Linked DNA regions of Mus musculus: region 1 is linked to region 2. The links are chromatin contacts, called in public HiChIP or PLAC-seq maps. All regions are on one chromosome and are shown on one strand. The core of a region is the stretch at or near the end of the contact, and the rest is flanking DNA. Distances in the headings are between cores, read along the strand shown.

Evidence for each region. HiChIP or PLAC-seq counts read pairs in DNA pulled down with a chosen protein or histone mark.
Region 1: a contact with region 2 is called in an H3K4me3 HiChIP or PLAC-seq map of bone marrow-derived macrophages, with 5 times the contacts expected there. The contact joins the enhancer-like site here to the promoter of Kdm4c in region 2. A contact is called at or near these places in 1 of 39 promoter capture datasets (the C10 cell line), 3 of 484 Hi-C or Micro-C datasets (bone marrow-derived macrophages, nephron progenitors and rod photoreceptor), 10 of 115 datasets of contacts at active chromatin or transcription factors (the 230-238 cell line, the SCID.adh cell line, bone marrow-derived dendritic cells and 4 more) and 4 of 9 other capture datasets (adipose tissue, liver, macrophages and 1 more).

Annotation. Positions count from the first base shown.
Region 1 is chr4:74,359,858-74,366,059 of GRCm38.p6, forward strand. The region is part of intron 17 of Kdm4c (lysine (K)-specific demethylase 4C); the gene reads left to right. Among named protein-coding and RNA genes, the nearest start is that of Kdm4c, 110 kb to the left of the region's middle. Within about 2 kb of position 3,099, at least 4 of the 459 cell types and tissues checked have an H3K27ac peak or open chromatin away from gene starts, as enhancers often do. A contact at or near this core is called in bone marrow-derived macrophages, where this site is marked.
Region 2 is chr4:74,247,453-74,253,798 of GRCm38.p6, forward strand. It overlaps Kdm4c (lysine (K)-specific demethylase 4C), which reads left to right and starts at 4,427. Exons shown (of 22, transcript NM_144787.2): 1 at 4,427-4,634.

The DNA.
Region 1 (6,202 bases), core at 1,849-4,348, 110 kb after region 2:
TGGTATAACAAATATGTTCAACCTTAGCAGCCATCTCTTTGCCAAGAAGAATTTTGCTTTGAATCGCAGAAGCTTTTTTTTTTTTTTATTACAAGGTTTTTTACTCAAATGTAGACTCTAGATACTTAATATTCCCATCTCAAACTTGTTACCTTCTAATCTATTCAGTAGCATTCATAAAAATTTCTTCACTGATTTACTTTTTTAAGAGGTTTTTTTTTTTTTTTCATTTAAGGACAAGCCTGTGATGAGTGTACTTTAACTAATTTTTTTATTCCTGTACCTTTCTGTAACATATAGTATTAATTTAGGCCTCTTTTCTTGTTTTTTGTTTTGATTTTTTTGTTTGTTTTTTTACTGTAGGGTATCTCTGTCTATCAGAGTCCTGGCCATCCTGGATCTTGCTCTGGAGACCAGGCTGGCCTTGATTCCTTGCTTCTACCTCCCCAGTGCTGGGATTAAAGGCATGTTCCACCACCACCTAGACTATTTTGTTTATTTAATAAGGCACTTTTCTTAGGTTAAAAACATTCATTTAGTATGCTAGTGAACTTCCCTACAAGTTCTTCAGTTTCTGTCATTATCATAACGCACAATCATTCCTCTACAGAACATTTCAAGCATTATCATTGAAACTGTTGCTTGATTCTAACAACCTTCTTCCCACAAAGAACCCTGTATTAGGAATTTATCTTCTATCCTTTGTTCTCAGAAAGGGTAAGTGAACACTATTTCTCATTATAACACTATCAGGCTTTTTTACTTTACGAAGAAATATGTGATCTGCTGTTACGTAATTTGAGTAATGTGGTCAAGGTGTAAAAGTAAGGCCTATAAAGACAGCGCAGTATTGAAAGAGCAAGCGTGTCAGCCTCCTCCCCACTCTACATCTTCCTATCATATGGATGTAATATTTCTAAGTGTTAGCTTATTTCATCAAAACTATTACCTATTTTGCCAAATACTATATTTTTAAAATAAACCACAGTTCTTAACCTTTACATCTTTTAGCATGATTTCCCAGCCTTAGCACTTGATTTAGTATTTTAAGTTATCTATGCTTATAGAAGCTAAATAGCTTGTGAATACTAAGAAGTATAAAATGCCCAGGTGTTGGTGGCGCACACCTTTAATCCCAGCACTCGGGAGGCAGAGGCAGGCGGATTTCTGAGTTCAAGGCCAGCCTGGTCTACAGAGTGAGTTCCAGGACAGCCAGGGCTACACAAAGAAACCCTGTCTCAAAAGTCCCCCCCCCCCTCCAAAAAAAAGTATGAAAAGATATGGTATGTATGATATATGGCAAATTACTATTCTGCCTTAAAATAATTGTCACCTGAAGAGTGAGATCATACAATAACAAATAGTTTGAGCCTTTCTTGGGATTCTTCTTTAATTTCTATCTACCTCTGCACGCCGTACTAACGTATGGCACTATTATACTCATTTTCATCATGCAAGAGCTATGTTTATGTGGTAGTCATGTGCCAGTCACTGTATTCACTTATTCAAAAAGAGATTGTTAGGGGTCCACAATCCCTCTAAACCAATACAGGCAGTTGGCATGTACTGCTTATTGTTGCCAGCCAGAATTAGATGATAAAATCGTATTAGTCAAGATACAACATGTACTAGTGACAGAACACAGAAAAAAATAAGTTGGAACTGAACAGACTCTGATAATACTAGAAGATGCTATCCGAGACCAGTGGCAAGTTCCTGTGTTGCTTTGGGAGCTCAGTATCTGATGTGCGTAATCGTCAGCAGCAGTTTTACTCAGCCATGGACTTCAGATCCGGAAAAATAAACCCACCACTGTAATGGTGTTTCAGGTCGGTGATGCTCTCTAAATTCTTGACTTTCAGGAGCTGCCATGACCTCCACAAGGTGGGGACTGTTGAGGGAGGCAGAAAGGGATTTGTAAGGCCCCCGTCCTCCCTAAATACCATAATCAGCTGATGCATGGTAGACGAGAAGAGACATTTATCTAACTCAGTTGTGTGGCCACAGGTAAAAGTGGCTCGTGCTTCTTGACCTTTCATCCATTCTTTTGTAAGCAACCCCAATACAAAGCATTTCATCTGTCTGTCTGTCTGTCTGTCTGTCTATTTGAAAGTAAAGAACAAGTAAGCCAGTTGATCATTTCTTTTTTCTTTTTTTAACTGTGTAGCCCTGGCTGTCCTGGAACTCGCTCTGTAGACCAGGCTGGCCTCAAACTCAGAAATCGGCCTGCCTCTGCCTCCCAACGTGCTGGGATTAAAGGTGTGCGCCACCACTGCCTGGCCAGCTGATCATTTCGTATGCAGCACTGAGGGCTAGGCTGAGTCTCTCCAGCACCCACCACAGGGTAATGCTGCTGGTTCGCCTGCAAATGCTTCATCTGAGCCTTAATCACAAGTTGTCGTGTACAGGTGTTGCAAACTTGTTTGCCTAACATAAAGGATAGTAGCAGATCACAAAAATTAAACAAAAACAGAAAAATAGTTTGTGATGCATTGAAACACTCAAAATCATGAAGACAAACAAAAATGTTTTTGTTCATTTTGCAATGTAAAAAACATTACTTTTTCTTGTGAAAATTTAGTCTTTCTATACAAGTCATGCTTAACAATTAGTAACTACATAAGGTTTAATGAAGAACTGATAGGCAAGCATGAACCTATTTACTGTTTGTCTACTGACTTGTTTTTTTGGGGGGGGGGGGATCTGAGACAGGGTTTCTCTGTGTAGCCCTGGCTGTCCTGGAACTCACTCTGTAGACCAGGCTGGCCTCGAACTCAGAAATCCGCCTGCCTCTGCCTCCCAAGCTCTGGGATTAAAGGCGTGCGCCACCACCGTCTGGCTTTAAATACTTCTTGATACTGGATAGATATGTCTTCTAGCTGTGGGAAATTTTCTTCTCCTTTTTTTTTTTTTTTTAAATAATGTGCCTTTTATCCAGATTACATCTTTTATACCTGTAATTTAAAGGTTTGGTATTTATGGTCTCCTGGATATCCTGCATTTCTCCTCTTCCTACTCCTCTTTCTCTTCGTTCTCTCCGCCTCCTGTTCCTCTTTCTCCTGATCTTTTTTCTTAATTATTTATTCTTGCTAACTGATTTAGTTCCTCCATCCCAATCTCTCCACTTCCTGTCTGTCATTAAGTTCCTCCTTTTTGTGTGGCTTCCCTCTGAACTTTTTATTAGAATTACTAAATTTTATATTTGAAGTTCTAGTTCAGTTTTTCCTCAGAATTTCTGTTTCTTACTAAATTCTATTTTTATGTATTGAATTATTCTTTAATTCATTCAATAATTTGTTTCTATTTAATCTAGTAGTCTTCTTTCTTGCATTTTTTTCATGTCCCCTTTGAGTTCTCTGAATGCATTAAGAGTTGTTATCTTGAGTATCATCCAAGTTTCTTTCCTTAAAAAGAAACTATTGAAGTACTAATTTTTAGAGTAGCAAATTTGTTGTTTTTTGGTTTTGCTGTTTGTTTTGTGATAGTGTTTCTTTTAGTATGGATATTTTGCCCTCCCTTGTTCAGTGTTTTTATTTGGATCTGTTTGCTCTTATTGGTTTGGAAGGTTTGGAATTGGCTAAGTGATATTTCAGACTTATTTTTGTGGGCATGAAGGTCTAATGTGTGGTTGTGGTATCACAGATGATCTTTGCTCTGCTAGGGCAAGTTGCTGCTTCGGATCTCATAGTAGGTGCTATGTAGAATCAGAACGTTCTCATTGCAGTTTCTCTGAGATTGAGGTTGGAGGGCCAGAGAGAGATGTGTGAAGGTTACCATTTGGTTCACAGATGCTCAACATTAGCACAGAATTAACACTCCCAGATAGAAGGAAAAAGGGAGTGTACTACTTGGAATGCAGCAGGGTCCTGCCTCAGGTCCTCAACTGATTGTGACTTTGGTATTTGTAGGGAGAGTAAAGGGGTGATTTCTTTGGAAAGCATGTGCAAGTCTCACTTAGAGGTGCTAATATTTCAATGGGTGGTGGGTAAAGGAAGCTGAGAGTGCTGTCTGTGGAACGTGGGCATGGGCCTCAGCACAGATGTCAAGATGGAGGTGACTAGGTCTTATGAGGGGAGAGGGAGGTACTTCTCGTGTATGCAGACTGGCTTGTTGCAGATCCCCAGATGGGAACCCTTGGTAGAAGAGGAAAAAAACCTACTTGTCTACCTGTGAGATACATTTTGAGACTTGGTACTGATCCTTACCTGGAAAGAGGTTAGGGGTGGAGGAGGGACTTCCAAAAGTATTGGTTTTATTTTTTTATTTCAGAAGCAAAGAAAAATTGATGTGAAACATTTTTATTGAGTAGCAGACTATTTTCAGTCAAAAGAATAATGACATTCTGGCATTGGTATAGTAACATATATATCAAACTGTTCAATGCTTTTCAAATTATAATGGCTAGTTTATTGCATTTTAGAGCACTTAAGGAGTTTTTTAGAATTAAATATTAGTCAACAATCACTAAACATACCATGTGACACATATTGAAATAAATCATACCAAATGGCTGGCCTATAAGCTGCTATGGAACTACAACAAATTTTAAAAAAAGAAAAATGAATCAAACTCTCATAAGTATTTCACTACATATTACAGCAAATTTTGACCCAGTCAATTCATCATTTTAACCATCACAATCCGTGCTCTGGACAGAAAGCTCATTGGCATACTTAAGTTATTCCACCCTTCAGCATTTGTCCCTATCTTCTTAGGGGATTTCTGCTAAAATGCTTATATTTAAAATTAATAACATTATGATCATTTCACTTGGAGATTATTTCATTTTGCCATTATTATAAATATTTTAAAGAAAATACCAGATTAGGGAGCCCCCCCCCCCCTTAAATTGGGCTGTCAGGTTTTTACTAAAAGGTAATTGCTCCAAGCCTCCCTCTCGTAGAGAGGTGAGACTCTGGAAAAGAGAAACAGGAGCCTCAGCAATAACTCCTCTACTGAATTCTCTGCTGCTATACAGCATATGTTAATTGACAGAGAATTATAAAGTATGTTTATAAAGTAAGAGTTTAAGAGTTTGCAGAACTTATTCAAGCACAGAGTACTATCACGTAACTTAAGAAGAGAGATAAAGAGTTAAGTTTCTTCAGTACTTAATGAAGTACAGACCAGTACAAAAGAGTTAAGTTCTTAGCACAGAACAAGAAGAAAAAAATCAAGTTTCCTACAAGGCTGGAGACCATCAGTCTTTTAGCCTGTGATTCCCCTAAGACCAGGCAGGCTCCTGGCATGTGAGTATAGCAGAATATCATTAGAATTCATTTTATGGCTATGTTCCTTTGGCCGAACAGTAGTTTTTGGTTTTCTCCTAGGTCCCTGGCCTATGTAGTCTTAGGTTCTTAGACACCTGAGCTGTGTCAGGAATGGGTTCTATCTCATGGAGTTAGCCTTAAATTCAATCAGATATTGGTTGGTTACTTCCACACCAGTAGTGAACTAGCATATCTTGTAAGCAGGTAACCATTGTAAATCAAAAGTTTGTAGCTGGTTACCTTAGGAAGAAACATTATTTCTAAATCTAGGTTTGCACTGCAGTGGCTTTATAGTGATGAGTTATAAATTTTTATTCTGACTTATGAATCAGAATTTCTAACTGTGGAGAAAAGGGGAACAGAATTTTAAACATGATTCCCTGATAAACATTGATAGTAGTAAAACTAATTCTGCAAATGTTTGACTCTCCTATATTGGATAGTTTCTGTATCCCAGCCTAATGTTTTGGCAGGATCTAATGTGATAAATTTAGCATAAAATGGATGAGCAGGAGTCAGAAAACCAGAAGTCCTTATTGGTATAACTCATGAGTGACTTGGAAAGAGCCATGTTGATCCCTCACATTTGGAGGAGATGCACTCTCTATAGTCCCTCTTTGACTGGTTTAACCTATAACATGGCATGTTTAGTTTCTTTCATTAAGAGATTCTATTTATTGACTACAATTTTCTAGCCTGTCTTTAAACCATGATTTGCCTAGGACCACTCAGACAATATTGATTTCAAAATCATTTAGAAACAGAACTTTTAGGTCAGGGAATAGCATCGGGAAGGGATATTGTCTTACTAAGGTCCAGCTTAATTTTTTCTATAGGTTATTGTTGTTGGGGTTTTTTTGTTTGTTTGTTTGTTTGATTGATTGATTTTTGTTTTTTGGTGTTTTGAGGCTACACAGGGTTTCTCTGTGTAG
Region 2 (6,346 bases), core at 3,177-5,676:
CTAGAGGCTCACCTCATGTACAAAGCCACATTGGTTTACTATATTAGTCAGGATTCTTTAAAGGCACTGAACTGATAGAATGAATAAATGTGTGTGTGTTCTATGTCATTTATTGGAGTGTCTTACAGGCTAGTCCAAAAATGTCTCCTGACAGGAAGGCCAAGAACCTGATAGTTGACAGCCCACAAGGCTGGAGATTTTAGCTGGTCTTCAAGCTATGCTGAAATCCTGAATAAAGCCTCAGCACCGGCAAGTGGACAAGCAGACAAAAAGCAAAAGATTTCTTCTGGGCTGGAGAGATGGCTCAGCAGTTAAGAGCACTGCCTGCTCTTTCAGAGGTCTAGAGTTCAATCCCCAGCATGGTGGCTCACAACCATCTAATGGGATCTGATGCCCTCTTCTAGTGTGTCTGAAGAGAGCGACAGTGTATTCACATACTTAAAATAAATAAATCTTAAAAAAAAAAAGCTCTTTTCTTCCTTTATGAAGGATTGCCATTAGAAAGTGCACACCAGATTTAGTCTGAGTCAAGTGACCTACTTCAAATGATCCAAGCAAGAGAAATCTCTCACAGCTCAGCTGCTTGGGTTTTAGTTGATTCCAGATGTAGTCAAATTGACAAAATTATAGCCATACAGCTACATGAGAAGATCCTGCTTCAAAAAAGAACCCCCCCTCCCCGAGACATCATCACTGCCACGTCACCATCACCACCACCATCACCGTCTCGTCACCCTCCTTCCTTTAGGTTCCATATGGCCTTTGAGTATTGTCTCAAAAATGCTAAATGAAGTCAGGAAAGTAAACCTTCTGACTAAAAAATGGAAAATCTAGGCAGGTGTGGTGATGTGATCTTAATCTCAGCACTAGTAGGTAGAGGCAGGTGGATCGCTGAGAGTTCAAGGCCAGACTGGCCTACAAAGTATGGTCCAGGGCAGGCAGGGCTGTTACAAAGAAACCCTGTCTCAAAACAAACAAACAAACAAACAAACAAATAGCAAAAAACCAAATAATCAAATCTTCCAAACAACAACAGCAAAAACAGGACAATATAATTTTTTATACTAAAACAAGTGCTATTTGTACAACATTAACATTAACAACATAAGTGTGAAGCAATGGGAGTTCAGGTCTCCAGGGTTTTTAGTCTAGGGTACTAGGTTTCCAGTCTAATATAGCCGACAGCTTCTTTATTCCTCTGTTTTTTGTTTTTCTCTTTGCCTCCTTTATTACTGGGCATGCATATTTTACTTAGATTTGCTTTTTTTTTTTTTTTTTAATAAAAACATTTGTCACTAGGCAATGGTGGCGCATGCTTTTAATCCCAACACTTGGGAGGCAGAAGCAGGCGGATTTCTGAGTTCAAGGCCAGCCTGGTCTACAGAGTGAGTTCCAGGACAGCCAGCACTACACAGAGAAACCCTGTCTCTAAAAACCAAACCAAACCAAACCAAACCAAACCAAACCAAACCACACCACACCACACCACACCAAACCAAACCAAAAAAACCCCAAAACCCCAAACATTTGTCACACTTTTTTCTTTACATAGACACATATATGTGCACCCTCTATTTACAGTTCTCTCTCCTTCCTTCTTCCCTTCCTTCCTTCCTTTTCTTTCTTAAACCCAGGATATCTCTTCAGTTACTTTTAATTTAGACTAGCTCCTGGACTTTCCCCTCCCTCCCTCTCTCCCTCCCTCCTTCTCTCTCTCTTCCTTCCATTCTTTATTACTTTCCTTCTTTCTTAAGACAGGGTCTTACTATTTAGCTCCAGTTAACCTATATATAGCCAGGTTGGCTTTGAACTCAAGGTGAACCACCTGCCAAGTAGCTGGTACCATAAAGGGTTGTGGCACTATGCCCAACAAGTCTTGAAAAAAACTTCTGTTTTTTGTTTTGTTTTGTTTTTGAAACAATGTTTATCTTTGCACCCCTGGCTGTCTTGAAACTCCGTCTGTAGACTAGGCTAGGCTGGCCTTGAACTCAAGAGATCCCCCTGCTTCTGCATCCCTAATGCTAGGATGCAAAGCATACTACCAACCCCCCACTCCCCACGCCCGCCCCAGGGTGTGTGTGTGTGTGTGCACAGACGCAGCACTTTTGACATTGACTTATATTTCGGTTATACAGAGATGAGGAAAGCTCTTTTCTTTTCTTTTCTTTTCTTTTCTTTTCTTTCTTTCTTTCTTTCTTTCTTTCTTTTTCTTTTCTTTCTTTCTTTCTTTCTTTCTTTTTTTTTTTTTGTTTTTTGTTTTGTTTTTTGTTTTTTTTGAGACAGGGTTTCTCTGTATAGCCCTGGCTGTCCTGGAACTCACTCTGTAGACCAGGCTGGCCTCAGAAATCCGCCTGCCTCTGCCTCCCAAGTGCTGGGATTAAAGGTGTGCACCACCACGCCCGGCTGGAAAGCTATTTTCTTATGTTATGTTTTAAGCACACCTTCCCAGACTACACTTTTACTCATTAGTCTCATTATTCTCTTTTGTTTCCAAGGCAGTCTTGCTTTTATTTTCACCCCATTAATATGTATGCAAAGTGTGTGGTGTGTGTGTGTGTGTGTGTGTGTGTGTGTGTGTGTGTGCAATGTCTAGGGCCCATAAAAGAGATCATGAAGTCTTTGTCTCTCTCAGACTGCAACTGGGGATATACTTCTATCTCACTCCCCTCTCCTTCATTTCTTTTGAGACAGGGTTTCTCACATATATCCCTGCCTTTCAGCAACTCACACTGATCTACACTTGTAAATCAAATTGGCCTTGTATTTAGAGATCTGCCTTCCTTGTCCCCCAAGTGCTAGGATTAAAGGTGTGTGCCAGTACGTTGGCCTTGATAATCTCTGCTTAGCAAGGATAATAAGAGTACTTATTCATTGAACTATTTCAATTATTTAATAATAGATGTGCAATCTTTGTAGTTCACAAAACGCCCTAAAATTTAAGATATGTAACTATAGTTTTAGTATATTCAATTGCTTTGGAGTATGGTTGCCAATCTCTATAATATCCACATTGAAAAATTACCAGTTGACTATATATAAGTTAAGTAAGTTTAGAATTGTATTTTTCCAAACCCTAAGCTGTGTTTTATTATTATTATTATTTTTTTATTATTATATCTAAGTACACTGTAGCTGTCTTCAGATGCACTAGAAGAGGGCGTCAGATCTCATTACGGATGGTTGTGAGCTACCATGTGGTTGCTGGGATTTGAACTCAGGACCTTCAGAAGAGCAGTCGATGCTCTTTACCACTGAGCCATCTCTCTAGCCCCCAAGCGGTGTTTTTCCAGTCAAAGAAATATGGTGGTTAGATCTCATTATCTTTCAGTTAATTAACCATATCCCATCTGTCTTTACAGTGCTCCCCCTAAAAAAAAAAAAAAGAAATAAATTAAAAAAAACACATTTAAGTACATTTAAATAGTTATGTTGAGCTTTTTTTTTTTAAAGAGGTGATCAGTTTTTGAGACAGCATATCATGTAGCCCAGTCTAACTTCAGGTCTATGATGTGTTGAGAATGATCTTGAATTTCTAGTCCTCTGATCTCTGTTCCAAGTCCTGGGTTATAAGTATGCACCACATTCATTAGAAATCCTTGTTTTCTAACAACACGTAAAATGATGGTCCTGTGTGCTCACTTTTGTATATGCCTGGTCAGTAACTAGAAGAAATGCAACAAAAAAACCCAGATAGGAACTGTGGGACAGTAAAACCTGTTTAGCCTTTGCAAAACGCTTAGTGTTTAGGCACCTATCTGGAAGTAAGAGTTTGAGATCTGTGTGATTCCTCTGCGGTCTTGGAAGTCAGATTTACACAGACGTGTAGGAAGGTAACTCAATTCAGGATCCCTAATCAAGATTTCTCTAGTCTTTAAGTATTAGACCTTTTTGCTCAAGGGCAGGCTTGGTTGCTAGGAATTTGGGAACACTGCTCACTTGGGATCTCCGACTGAAGTAGGCTCAGAGGTGCAGCCCACTGGTTGGTGTACCGGCACAGGACAATGTCATCGTGAGTCTGGCCTTCCTGACCACCTCCACTCGAGGTAAAAATCAGCCAGCCGTTCTTGCACCGAGGGTTGCCATAGACTCGCACCGAGTCCCTGCAGGCGTGTTCGTGTACTATTTTATTTCAGGTCCAGCCCCTGTGGGAACCTAGTGAGTGATCCGACAAAGATCTGTTGCGCACCTGCTCCTTCTGCTTCGTCAGTGTTTTTCCTCCTTTGAGAAAGAAGAGGCGAGCTTGTCCCCAAGGCAAAAGGAAATACAGCACGGCAAGCGTAGACTAGGCAAGAGGCGGAAGTCTCGGCTTCAAGTCGGGCACCTTTAAGCAGTTTAGAGACCCACGTGACCCAGAGAGCGCCCGGCCCAGCGGTCACGTGGGGGCGCGTGCGCCACACGCAGGCAGAGGCAGCCCGCACAGCCTGCGCGCCCGCGCCGCCTCCCGCCCACCTCCGAGCCGGGAGGGAGGGGAGCGCGGCGGAGGGATTCCGTGGTGGCGCCCCGTGCGCGTGCGCAGCGAACAGCTGTCACCCAGTGCGGAACAAGTCTTCCAAAGATTCCCAAAACCCTCAGGGGAGGCCGCACTTTTCATCCCTTTCATTCGGGTGGCGTCTGGACCTCCGCCAGCGGCGCAGGTAACCTCTTCTTGGTCGGGACGGAGCGGGAAGGGTGGCGGCCTCGGTCCGGTCTTCGCAGGGCAGCACGGGCCTGGGCGCTCCGCGGTGCAAAGCAGTCAGCTGGGAGGGAGGAGGCGGCCCTGACAGTCCATTCTGGCCCTCGGGATTCGGGAGCTCGCTCGCCTGCCTCCCGGGAGCCGATCGGAGGTGCTGTTGCTCCGGACTGCCACGCCTGTGTGGTCTGGGGCGCCGACCGACCCCTCTGCGGCCGACTCCAGGAAGGCCGGGCCTGTGCGTCCTCCGAGCCTCCCTTGGGTCGGGATGTCCGGATCCGCGAGGTAGCAGGTAGCCCGACCCTCACTCGGGTTCGTTCTTGGCCCTAGCAGATGATCTTTCCCTTTTTCTTTCCTCCGTCTTGAGGCCATTTCTTTGTGCGGTTCCTGGGGGGAGCCATGATGCGGGGTAGACAGTGGGCGCTTAATAGATGCGACTTCGTTGCGGCATGTGAACTGCCAGGGAGAGAGGGCGTGTTGTGCGATGGGAATGCCAAGAAGGCAGGCGGTCTAGCTCGGGCTGGAAGTTGGTGTTCTCTGCTCAGCAGTGAAAGCAGCTGGACTCAGTTCTGAGGATTTTCTTGGGGACCCAGAAGGCAGCCGCCGGTGTGGCTGAGCCCGCAAGCTCGCACGTAGTCAGTCAGGTGCTCTGAGAGAAGACTTGGAAGACTTGACCAACTTTTTTTTTTTTTTTTTTTTTTAAATCTTGGACTCAGTACGGTCACTCACACTTGGTGATTTACCTAGTACTGCTTAGAAAGCTTACGTTAGAAATGAAGCAATTCGGAACCCGGGAGACGCTTTTGATAGGCTCGGTAAGCTTAGGTTAGCACCAATCTTTGCTGTATTTCACCCACTTGAGTTTTGCGTTTAAAAAGGGCGGAAGGGAGTGGAGCCTAACTCTTTCTATGGGAAAAGTTATTAGTATTCTAATTTAAAAGTGTGATGGTTAAAACTTTTGGTATTTTTGGTTGTTTTTTGAGTCAGGGTCTTATATGTAGTCCTGCCCAACTTAGAACTCTGTATGGTAGCTAACCTGGTGCTCCAGGAAATCCACCTGCCTCTGCATCACCAGTGCAGGGATTCCTGCTGGTCATATTTCTGCACTGCTACTGGTTATTTGTTCTCTAAAATTTACGGTCCGTTCCCACCGCCTGGAATATATAGCTCAAGTGGTAGGGCCAATGCTTAGTATCTGAACACCTTAAGTTCGGTCTCTAAGATTGAAAAAGAAAAAAAAAGAAAAAGGAAAAAAAAGTTCGTTTTTAAAATTTAAAAATTTTTTTTTACTATTGAGCATGTTCACTAATGTTTTCTTAAAGCTTGCTGGCCTGGTAACCTATCATGCTTTGTTTTGGAATGCACTGCCTAGTTAAGTAGTTTTAGGACCTCCTTCCCATTTTATTTTATTTTATTTATTCATTTATTTATTTATTTATTTATTTATTTGGTTTTTCGAGACAGGGTTTCTACCTTCCCATTTTAGTGTTTAGAGTTTACACATAATGTTTACAGTTCTCCACGAAATTGGTAATACAATAAAATTCAACGCTAAGGCTTGCTTTATGGTACTAAAAAACTTACTTAATTCCTCCCTCCCCCACCCCACTCTCTTTCCTTTCCTTTTGTCTTGAGACTGTCTCTTGTAGCCCACATAGATTGGTGAATTGGTGATCT